Linked DNA regions of Mus musculus: region 1 is linked to region 2. A link is a contact called in public Hi-C data. All regions are on one chromosome and are shown on one strand. The core of a region is the stretch at or near the end of the contact, and the rest is flanking DNA. Distances in the headings are between cores, read along the strand shown.

The links. A called contact is a pair of places that touch in the nucleus more often than the background predicts.
Region 1: a Hi-C map of cortical neurons shows a contact between it and region 2. The contact joins two enhancer-like sites. A contact is called at or near these places in 12 of 39 promoter capture datasets (the 3T3-L1 cell line, 3T3-L1-derived adipocytes, the C10 cell line and 8 more), 1 of 484 Hi-C or Micro-C datasets (cortical neurons), 3 of 115 datasets of contacts at active chromatin or transcription factors (astrocytes, embryonic stem cells and forebrain) and 2 of 9 other capture datasets (adipose tissue and macrophages).

What each region holds. Positions count from the first base shown.
Region 1 is chr3:10,303,759-10,309,112 of GRCm38.p6, forward strand. No RefSeq gene overlaps it. Among named protein-coding and RNA genes, the nearest start is that of A930014E01Rik, 8.5 kb to the left of the region's middle. Within about 2 kb of position 3,338, at least 31 of the 459 cell types and tissues checked have an H3K27ac peak or open chromatin away from gene starts, as enhancers often do. A contact at or near this core is called in cortical neurons, where this site is marked.
Region 2 is chr3:9,791,025-9,796,848 of GRCm38.p6, forward strand. All of the region lies in intron 1 of Pag1 (phosphoprotein associated with glycosphingolipid microdomains 1), which reads right to left. Among named protein-coding and RNA genes, the nearest start is that of Pag1, 40 kb to the right of the region's middle. Within about 2 kb of position 4,502, at least 32 of the 459 cell types and tissues checked have an H3K27ac peak or open chromatin away from gene starts, as enhancers often do. A contact at or near this core is called in cortical neurons, where this site is marked.

The DNA of each region.
Region 1 (5,354 bases), core at 2,088-4,587, 510 kb after region 2:
GATGATTGCAGCACCATGGAAGGGAGAGTACATTTTCCCTCATAGAAGTGTATTAAAACCTGAGGGCTACACAATGAAGCACCCACAATTAGTGCCTTTCGTGGAACTAGTGGCCAGGGGATGAACAATAATACCGGATTAAGGTGAAAAGGTCTGTGGCCTAAGAAAGGGCACAAAACAGGGCACATCTCTTCCCAAACATTTAAACCTCTATTTCTGAAAGCATTCTAGGTGCTTCATGTACAATTAGCACAGTGAAGAGAAATAGGGAAATACAATCCCCCTACCACTGCTATAGGTCTTGGGGGTTAGTGTTTTGAGACAGAATCTTGACCTATGACTCAGACCAGCCTAGAATTTTCTATGTAACCCAGGCTGCCTGTGAACTCAAGCTATTCCTACCTCAGACTCCTGAAGGCTAGAATTACAGGGGTTTGACACCATGTCCAGTCAGTAACGTTGTCCTTCTATGGGAAATTTAAAAATAATTAATAAATAAGTAGTCTATTCATCCACATGTCCAATCGCCTTCTCCCTGCAAGGCAGCAAGAGCTGCAAGCACACCACACACACACACACACACACACACACACACACACACACACACACACGCACACACACATCAGGTCAGGCTTTCAGACGGTTAAGTGCTTTGTTGAGATTGGGTGAAAGTGAAGCAAAACCATAATAATAGTCTCCAGATCTTGCTTTCAGTTTGGCCTGAGCTAGGACAGGAAGGACCTAGCTGCCTTTATATCAAACAGAAAGTGAGGAGGTTCTCGGTAAATAGGTCAACAAAGCAGCCAGGCTTCAGAGCCTGTCAGCACGGAGGGAGGATTAGCTGGGCACCCTCAGGACTGTTTTGGAGGCACATAATCCAGTTTAATCTTATCTTCAAAGTGTGTTCTTCCTCCCTCCTTGAGCTGCATCTGAGGGAGGAATCAGGGTCAGGAGGGGATGGGGCTTATGCAAACCGCTCCCTGGGAGGATCAAAGACTGGGTTTTAGGGTCCTGATCACCCAAAGTTCTGGTGTAGAGAAATTCTCAGTATCCATGAATGTTACACAGTCACATAGTGTGCTTCAGTTTTGTAGCAGAAGAGAGAGATTGTTATCATCTTTACATCTCCTGCCTCTCACTTTGAAGCTGAAGTGATCTGCAAGGCTCTGGAGGTTCCCATAAGGCTTTGTTGGCTTTGGAGTTTTTACATATAGAGCACTAAATGGCATCATGGTCTTAGTGTTTCTGGGAGAGGGACAATTTGGAATTCTAAGCAAACAAGTTTGCTGGCATGCTTAAAATTTCTGATCTCAAGTCTTAGAAGGCATAAGAGATACCATTAAAGGCTGAAGCCCTTCCTAGTCAACAAACACTGAGAGTTTTGGTGTTTTCCAAGAACTGTGTTTAGATAACGAGAATGCAAATAAGCAACTGTGGCAATGTGTAAACAGTCACAAATCAGAGACAATCAGAATTGCAGTGCCAGAAGCGCTATACATGGGCTTCTGTACTTCTTTCTCCCTTCCTTCCTTCCTTTTTTTGTTTTTTGGTTTTTTTTCCGAGACAGGGTTTCTCTGTGTACCCTTGGATGTCCTGGAACTCACTCTGGCCTCAAACTCAGAAATCCACCTGCCTCTGCCTCCCACCACACCCAGCTCTTTCTTTTTCTAAGACAGGGTTTCCTATATCCCAGGTGACCCCACACTTGCTACATACACATACGATAAAGAATAACCCTGACTCCCTGCTCCTCCTGCCTCGACCTCTGCCACCGACCGGGCCCAGTAGGCCCCCCTCAATTCGTGGGAATCAGGGGTTCAGACAGACGGGCATAGAGTCGGCGGGAATTGACAGACAGACACAGAACGAGAGAGTGTGCTGGATCTGAATGTAATTTGTCAAATCCAGCATCAAACTTTTTATACAGAAGAAAATAGGGAAGTTAGGTGACACACCAACAAGGTACAAAGAGGTTACTGGATTCTTACACAAAACAGAGGAATGCAAACAGGGAAGGACTGGCAGGAACCAACTGGGATAAAATTCAATGTCAACAACTGGGAATCAAAGGCAGCCCCACCTAAGGTCAGCTTAATCTTAGAAGCCAGGGGCAAGGGCTTCGTGCCCTTGCCATAGTTCCTACTCTAGTCTATTGTATAGTCCACCTTCCCCCTAGGCCATTGTAAATACCTGTGTATGGGTGTAACTCAGCTATCTATAGTTCTAAGTATCTACTCTGGTTCCTCTTTAGGTCACAAACTTCCATCTTCCTAGATAATGGTAAATTTCTGTGTAGGGCAGTGACTTAGCTATTCATGCCCAAGGTCGGATCAAGGACTGCCTAGAATCTAACTTAGCTATATGTCAAAATATCAATCCTTAGGAGCACTTGTAATTAAGCAATATTAAGGGAAAGCACACAGATCCATTTACCAACTAAAGCAAGGACATTGGAGCATTCGTTATACAGGATGCCACGGTTCCAGGAGACTAAGTTTCTGTGAACTTTTCGCCTCGGGACAGCACCCAGGCTTGTCACTATTGGAGTGGATGTAGCATACCTCCTCACAGCTGGAATTACACACATACCTCACCATGTTTGAGTGTTCTTCTGGCTTCCGGGGATTGAACCCAGGGCCTTGTGAGGGCTCAGCACATAGTCTACAACTGACAGAGAAAGGCAGACCTCTCAGAGGAAGAAGTGATGCTTCCTGGAAGAAGTAACAGGTAAACTAAGATAAAATGTGTAAGCAGAAGTTAGACACGGGAATGTCAGTAGAATATGAGTTCAGGTGGGGCTCACAATGAAAAGTGAAGGTTAGAATTAACAAAATAAAAATAAGTCCAAACACAGCTTACAAGAGAAAATAAGGTATATTGCTGAGGTTAAAAGCATCCAGCCCACCTCTGTCTGGTGCAGGTACCATCTTCAATGGCCGTGCAGTCCACATTAGTAAGTTTAGACTGTATTTTAGGAGAACGGGGGACCTTGCCCTTCCTCATGAGAGATCATTTTGATGTATGATGTGAAAACAGAAGACAGTAAAGAAACACGGAAGGAGAGCTCTTCCCCTGCTTGTAGAAGAGCCACAGGCACCACCCCCACTGCTGCTACCCCACCCCCACCCCCACTCTACCCGATGCACTGCACAGCCTGCCTGCCCTGACGACAGCTAGGGTGGCTCTGCAAGCTGCAGCCATCTGGCGGTGTGGGACCTGGGGTGCCTGGATGTTATGAGACCAGAGAAGTGATGATGATGTTACTCCAGTATTCTTTAGTATAATTCTTTGTGTTCACCACCTCATTCTTCCATGAAGTGGTGGAGCATGGTGCACTAGCGCCCTCTGCTGTATACTGCTGGGGCTGCCACAAACGGCCCAAGAAAAGAAAGCTAGCCCTGTAAATCTTTCCAAAGTGGGTCGATTACTTTGGAGGGATATTAAAATATATTAATGGGGAAACTATTCTCAATACGATAACAAAGGACAGCTATTGTATTTTGCATATGTTCATGAAAAATTAACTACCTTAAAAAATGAATCACATATATGGGTACCCCAGCTCTGGTTAAGGGAATGTGAGCACAATTCAGAAAGATTTCCCTTGTGTTATTTATTTTTTAAAATTTAATTTAGGGGCTGGTGAGATGGCTCAGTGGGTAAGAGCACCCGACTGTTCTTCCGAAGGTCCAGAGTTCAAATCCCAGCAACCACATGGTGGCTCACAACCATCTGTAACAAGATCTGACCCCCTCTTCTGGAGTGTCTGAAGACAGATACAGTGTACTTACTTACATATAATAAATAAATAAATCTTAAAAAAAAATTAATTTTACAGGGATGGAGGATCAAACTCAGGGCCTGACATTTGCTAGGCACCCATACCACCAGCACTATACCCACCAGCACTACTGGCTTGAATACTGTATTAATGTCAAAGGTTGGCTTGTTATTATTTGAATGAGATATAAAACAGAGCAGAAATAAGCATGCTGGAACAATACCACGATTCCCTGTGAGTTGTCTGCCATCTAGTGTTCATTTTTGGAACTTAAAAAAGTTAATTAAATCCCCACCACCACCAGCCACCCAAGCAAAGAGCTGACCCAGCAACATTTTTACAGGAAGGTTTCAAAGGGTACCACACAACTCTTGCTTTGTGGAGGGAGAGTCAGGGGGATACATAATCTAGACTTGTAAGAAATCAAAGCTAGGCGGTGGTGGCGCACACCTTTAATCTCAGCACTTGGGAGGCAGAGGCAGGCGATTTCTGAGTTCAAGGCCAGCCTGGTCTACAAAGTGAGTTCCAGGACAGCCAGGGATATCCAGAGAAACCCTGTCTAGAAAAAGAAAGGAAGAAAGGAAGGAAGGAAGGAAGGGAGGGAGGGAGGGAGGGAGGGAGGGGGAGAGAGAGAGAGAGAGAGAGAGAGAGAGAGAGAGAGAGAGAGAGAAAGAGAAAGAAAGAAAGAAAGAAAGAAAGAAAGAAAGAAAGAAAGAAAGAAAGAAAGAAAGAAAGAAAGAAAGAAAGAAAGAAAGAAATCAGTTATTTCTGGGAGACAAATGTTGATCTTAGCTACCGGACAGTATTACTTGGGAAAAAGAAAATACAGATAGTCTACAACACTCCGGCCTGGAACATGCTGGCTCACTGGCTTGGACCTCAGCAGTGACACAAGTTCAAAGCTCTCAGATGATTCCCAGATGTGCAGCCAGGGTTTTCCTCAGGAGTTCATGGCTTAGCTAGGTCATCTGCACAGGGAACGTCTGCTGATGGAAAAGCATCTGTTTCCATGGAGATCACAGCCTCTCTTAGAATTACTGTTTGTTGTTACTGTTGTCGTTTATTGAGATGGATCCTGCTCTGGAGGCCTTGGCTGGGTGGGTATTCATTATGTATCCTAGGCTGGCCTCGAACTCATGGCAATTCTCGTACCTCGGCTTCTCAAATGCTGGGATTACAAGTGTACACTATCACTAGTCCTGGCAGTTTATGAGTAATCAATAGGCTGACTATGCAGCATTCCCCATAATGCATGGTACAATGTGCTCTATAAATGCAAACCTTTAGAGACAATGTTTCTCTAGGAAGCCCAAGGTAACCTAGATTACTCTAGCCTAGAATATAAGCAAAGAGCGGGCTTGAACATAGGAATCTCTTGTTTCAATAAATGTTAAAAACATTTATTATCAACTAAAATACCTTGAAAGTTAAAGGCTTCTGACCTTGAAACTCCCTGGGCCCTGGCTGGTTTTCCTTCTACACCCACCATCTGCAGTGAAACCACAGCCAAGATGCAGATTTCATTCAGAAAGACCCTCACTGCAAAGAGCATCACACTCAATGTTGAGCATCC
Region 2 (5,824 bases), core at 3,252-5,751:
CCATGTGGCCAAACTTAGACAGGTATAAATGGGATAATTGGTTATAAGCTAGTCAGGAACAAGTCTAGCATTCATTAAGTTCTAGGCATTCATAAATAAATGTAGTCTTCGTGTCATTATTTGCAAGCTCGTGCCCCAGAAAGTCCCAACATCATGCAAATGGAGAAGAACCTAAAGCATTGCCACTAAGACTAGTAGGAAGTCCAGGCTGCTCCCTCTCTCCACTTCTATTCAACAGACTTCTTGAAGTCTCAGCTGCAGTAGTAAGACAAGAAAAGGAAGTAGTGCCATGTAAATAGGAAAAGAAGTAAGTCACTGCATCCTTGATACATTGTGCAGATGATATGATCCTATGCAAAAGAGACTTTAGAGATTCCACCAGAGAAACTATTAAAGCTGATAAACACTTTCAGAAAGATGGTAGTATAGAAATTAATGTAAATAGCCAAAAGCCTTTTTATATCCCAACGGCAAAAATACTGAGAAAGAAATTAAGAAAACAACTCTGCTCACAACTTTGAAATCAACATAAGCAAGGTAAGAAAGACCTCCAGGATGATAATGTCGACACAGAAGAAATAAACGGAGGAAAACTCTAGAAGATGGAAAGACCTTATACACTACTGGATTGGAAGAAAATCTACTGTGAAAACAGCCCCTCTACTAAGAACAACCTATTAATTTGAATGAAACTGAAAGGAAATAAAACTTGAGACCTGTGATTCATGTGATGTATGTCAAATAGCCCAAAGAGTTGTTTGTGAGCTTTGAAACCTGGGGCTGAGAACATAGCAGAACAGACCAGGACATGCCCGGGTAGGCCCATCGCCTCCCTATCTCCCACCCCTCTGACCTAAGTTAAATGTTACAGGCTGCTGATGTTTAAATGGACCAATCATGTGAAACCGTGCCAATTCCTCCCCCAGCCCCACTCCTTTTCTATAAAAACCCCTAGCTTCCAAGCCTCGTGGTCGAATCCACTGTCTCCTGTGTGAGATACGTTTCGACCCGGAGCTCCGCCATTAAAATACCTCGTGTTGTTACATCAAGGTGTTGTGTTCTATTCGTGATTCTTGGGTACACGCCGAATCGGGAGCTGAGTGGGGGTTTCCCCACTAGGTTCTTTCAAAACCTCAATCAAAATTGCAGATATATACAAACTTTATATGGAAGCACAAAAGTCAATGCTAGCTAAAACAATTCCGAACAAAAAGAATACTACAGGAGATAGTACACTCAATTCAACTAATACTACAGAGCCATAGTAAGAAAGATAGAATGGTTTTGGCACAAAGCAGACCCAGGTCATGGAAAAGAATAGAGGATCCACATATAAGTCCACATAATTACAGTCACCTAATGTTAAACAATGATGCCAAAAATATGCATCTGAGAAAAGTTAGTGTCTTTAACAAATGGCGCTGGAAAACCTGAACATCAACATATTATAAAAAAAACTAGATCCCTGTGTTTCATTTTACACAAAACTCAATTACAAATAGATCAAAGGCCTCAATGTAAGACATGATGCCCCGGAATGTGCTTCAACACTGGGGCACAGGATAGGGTTTCCTAAACAGCGCTCTAGTGGCTTAGGAAATTACACCAACTTTTGACAAGTGGACCTCATGAAGCCAATGCTTCCGTATAGCAAAGGAAATGAGTAACTGAATGAAGAGGTACCCCACAGGGTGGGAGAGATATTTTCCAACTCTGTATCTGGAATACATAAGGAATCCAAATAACCAAACTCCAAAATACAAATGACCCAAATTTAAAATCAGGCTATGGAGCTAAACAAGTCCCACACTCAGCCATCAGGGAATGTATAATGCAACTGCTTTAAGATCTCCTATCATCCAGTCAGGAGGCCATCATACAGGCTATAAATGAGAACATCGTTAGCATGGATGTGACTTTGGAGTACACTAAAAGTAAGCATGGCTACAACGTCTATGAACATCAGTCTCCTTCGCTGTTAGTGTCCTTAAGAGCAAGTGGCAGAATGGGTTCTTAATGGAAGATCTTGCATTTTGTGACTTGGGTCATTGCCATCTTAGAGACAGACAGTTGCTCTCTTGCTGGGAGGACCACAGGAGTCAGAGGCCAGGCCAGAATCATTAAGTGCTGACTGCTTGCATCTCTGTGTTGTGTCCCAGGAGAAGAGCAATGAGGTTGACTAAATCCTCACTTTAGCCAGCAACCTTCCTGAGGTCCTTGACTGAGACAAGGGACAGAAACTTTTGAAGAGAGTTTAATTTTGGTCATTTTTTAGTCCTAATCTTCAAAGGGCCTGGTAGGCTCAACAGTTTTTACTAAACAGCATTTTTAGATTCAAATGAGTGCTAACACAGGGGCATTCCTTAGTCCTAGCTATTGAAAGATCAAGAGGGCTTTAAATATATGTTTTTCTAATTCTGTTTAACTACAACTATTTTAAATCTCTCCATATACCCGTCACTGTGGCCCCTTGGAGTTTTGATACTGATGAAGACAGACAGATTTTCCTGTCCTCATGGAGCTTAGTGGTAGAGAAGAGGTTGAGCTGTCCACCTGGTGGGCTGCTGTGGTGCTCACTGAAGGAATGAAAGCTCAGGAGCAGGAGGGGCTGGGCTGAGAGGCCAGCACACAGTGGGGGAGGGGAGGCCAGCACACAGTGGGGGGGGGGAAGCCAGCACACAGTGGGGGAGGGGAGGTTAGCACACAGTGGGGGAGGGGAAGGAAGGACTTAAGGTCTGGAGACTGAGCTGTCTACCAGAGGTAACCCACTTAACAGGAGGAAGTCTTCATTTGACCCATGGTTTCAGAGGGATTGTGGGCCATCATGGTGGGGAAGGCAAGCTGTTGGTTCCTTCTTTTGGTAGGACATGAGGTAGAGCAGCTTCTCACACTGATGGATCAGAGGAAAGCAGAGAACTGAACTATGGCCAGAGCCTGGCTGAAACCCCTAAGAGCCTGTCCCTAGTGCTTTGTCCCAGCCAGCCTTCATCCCTTAAACACTCCATAGCTTTCCAAAACAGTCCCCGAGCTGGTGAACAAGCTCTCCAGACTTGAGTCTATGGAGACTTAGGTTCAACCTGCGACAACATGACTGGCAGGCAGTTATACAGAAGGAAGGAGGAGTGAAGGAGCAGCAGACATGAGACCTGGAGCATGGCCATGCAGGCCCTCTCAGCCCTACCCGGAGTAGAAGGGAGGTGATGGACTCAGGAAACGGTGAGTTTTGGAGGACTGGAGCTTTAGTATGCACGCTTAAAGAAGAAAGGGGGAAAGTCTAAGCAAAGACTCAGGCTGGATGCAAGAGTGACTCCAACGAGACAGCATGAGAGTTAGGTCAGCAAGCAGGAAGCAACTATCAGAGAAAGAGTGAAGGAACGGCACGGGCGTACGGAGGGAGGAACAGAAGTAAGTAGGATGGGAGTGGGAAACAGAGAGTTCGGGGAGAAAATGGGTTAGACACTTCCTACTCAAAATACAGTCTTTGAACCAGCAGCTTCAGCAATACCTAGGGGCTCTTTAGAAATGCAGGTCTCAGACCTATAGGATCTGCATTTTAATACTGTCACAGATGACTCAAGTGCACAATAAATCTGGGAAAGAACTAACTGTCCTAACTACTGTTACATTCAACCTAAGATGAACAACTCTCTCCCTGCATAGAAGCAGTAACACCCTGTTCAGACACTGTGTGAGCAGGTTTGAGGTGATGGCCCGTCCAAGGCCTCACTCAGATTTGGCCCCTATGGATCATTTGCATTTTAGAAGTCTGCCTCACACCCTCTGCCTGTGGTCTTCATGCCCTTCTAACACGGGTGGAAGGCGTCAGCACCGCTCCTACTCGTGCCTCTTCTCCCTGGCTGCACGTGGAGGGCATCCTTCTCTTCCCAGGACCACAGTCCAGACCCACTCCTCCATTCTCCTTACCTCCCTGTGAGCGGTTAGCGGGATGTGCGGCATCCTGTCATGTCTGTACAACTCTGTATGCTCAGAGAGACAGTAAGAGGCATTGGTGCAAAGTAGATGGACTGTCATTTATGGCTTTTTAAGATTTAGCTTTCCAATTCAGTAATCATCTATGGGTTCGTGTTTTCCTTAATATGAGCAGGCTGCTTTCACCCTTTATTGCTAGGTTTATGTATAGATAGTTAACAGGGAAACAACAGCTACGTGTGACAAAACTGAGTGAACAGGGCTGAGCCTACCTAATCAATGCAGGCTTTGTCCTCACCACAGCTTCATTCCTAATAAGCAGCGTGACATTTTATGAACCCAGACACAACCTCCCGCACAAAGGCCTGCATACGAAGCAAGAGACAAACACAAACGTGGACGCTTTCTTTCTATTTTTTCCCCTGAGGCACAATTTCACAGGGGCTGTCACATAATCAGGTTTCTTATGGTTGCTGACTGTGATTAGGTTTTCAGACATCATGCTACATAACTCCACCCATCTGCACCTCAGACAGTGCACACACATACTGCACGGAAGCCACGCCAACATCACCCTGCAGGTGGAACAGCTGCAGTCTGAAAGGCGAACTGATGCAGCCTGCAGTGGTAGGGCCACGTTTCAAAACAGTGTATCAGATTTCACAGTTACTCCTCTCCTCCCATGGATGCACGTCTGTGTGCTGAGGGCATGGTATGTATTGTTTTCTCTGCATGGCTGTATTCCTATGTATGTGCATAGGACCATTATTAATTATCACATGTGTTCACATGAGTCAGAGAAGGTTAAATGAAGGGTTTCTAATTTCACTACTAGTATTTAGTTGGGAAACCCTTGAGTAGATAGAACAGACCTGTGATAATTCAGTCCTTGCTGAGTTAGAATAAATCAGTTCCCTGAGTCATCCTAGCATCTCTCTTCTAACCAGGGATTCAGTTCTAATAAACTGGCTTATCACCATGGGTACCAGATGTTGTTTCCAGCACAGTGTCTGGATGGCCCTCAGGAGTAGATCCAGCTCTGCCTTCAGGGGTCAATGCTGCCTACTGTTGCTCCTTCGATCCCATCCTCAGGCTAGGTCATGAGACCTGTGTGTACAGAAGAGCGAGTACCAAGCCAGCCTTCCTCTGATATAATGACCGAGAGGCTTCGGATGCGCTGGCCCCCTCCTCGGTAGTGCCCACAGCTCTGTGATTCAGAGATAGTGCTGTCCACTTCTTCCCACGCTGATTCACAAGGGTGACGGCTGGGTCAAAGCCCTGGACAGGAAGCACTGAGAGTCAGTCAATGAACCTGTGAGGACACACTCGGGGTTTAACCCCAAGTTAAGCCGAGGCAGCTGCACAGTCAGTCACAGGGTTAAGGTTTGGGGCTGAGGAGGCCAGAATCAGTCAGTCTTCAAAAAAAGCAGTTCAGAAATTGACCTTGCCACTCCCAGCTCTCACCAGGAAGAGAGAAACAGAAATCTTGTTTTATGTCAGAAATATACTTCATTTACCAGAGATTAAAAGGAAAAAAAAAAGATGTTGAATACAAATATTCTATGGTCCATCTAAATATATGCTTGTTCTATTTGAATGTACTCAATGTCTGAATGGGCATATATCATAACTTACTATTTATTACTGTCTTTATACATATTTCTGTCTTCTGTTGTCAAGTCTGGTAAGCTGGGACTAAATCTATCAGTGCTTTCTGGTGTGCACATGAAATTGTTATGCATAATTACATAGTAAAGAGTGTCTGATAGAGATTAATTATGAAGAATGAGGACTGTTGATTCCATGGGAGGGTCACTGGTGAAAGCCCCCATCTTTCCTGCAATGTCACAGAGCCATCTAGTTGACAGACACACATGCACAGAACTAACTAAAC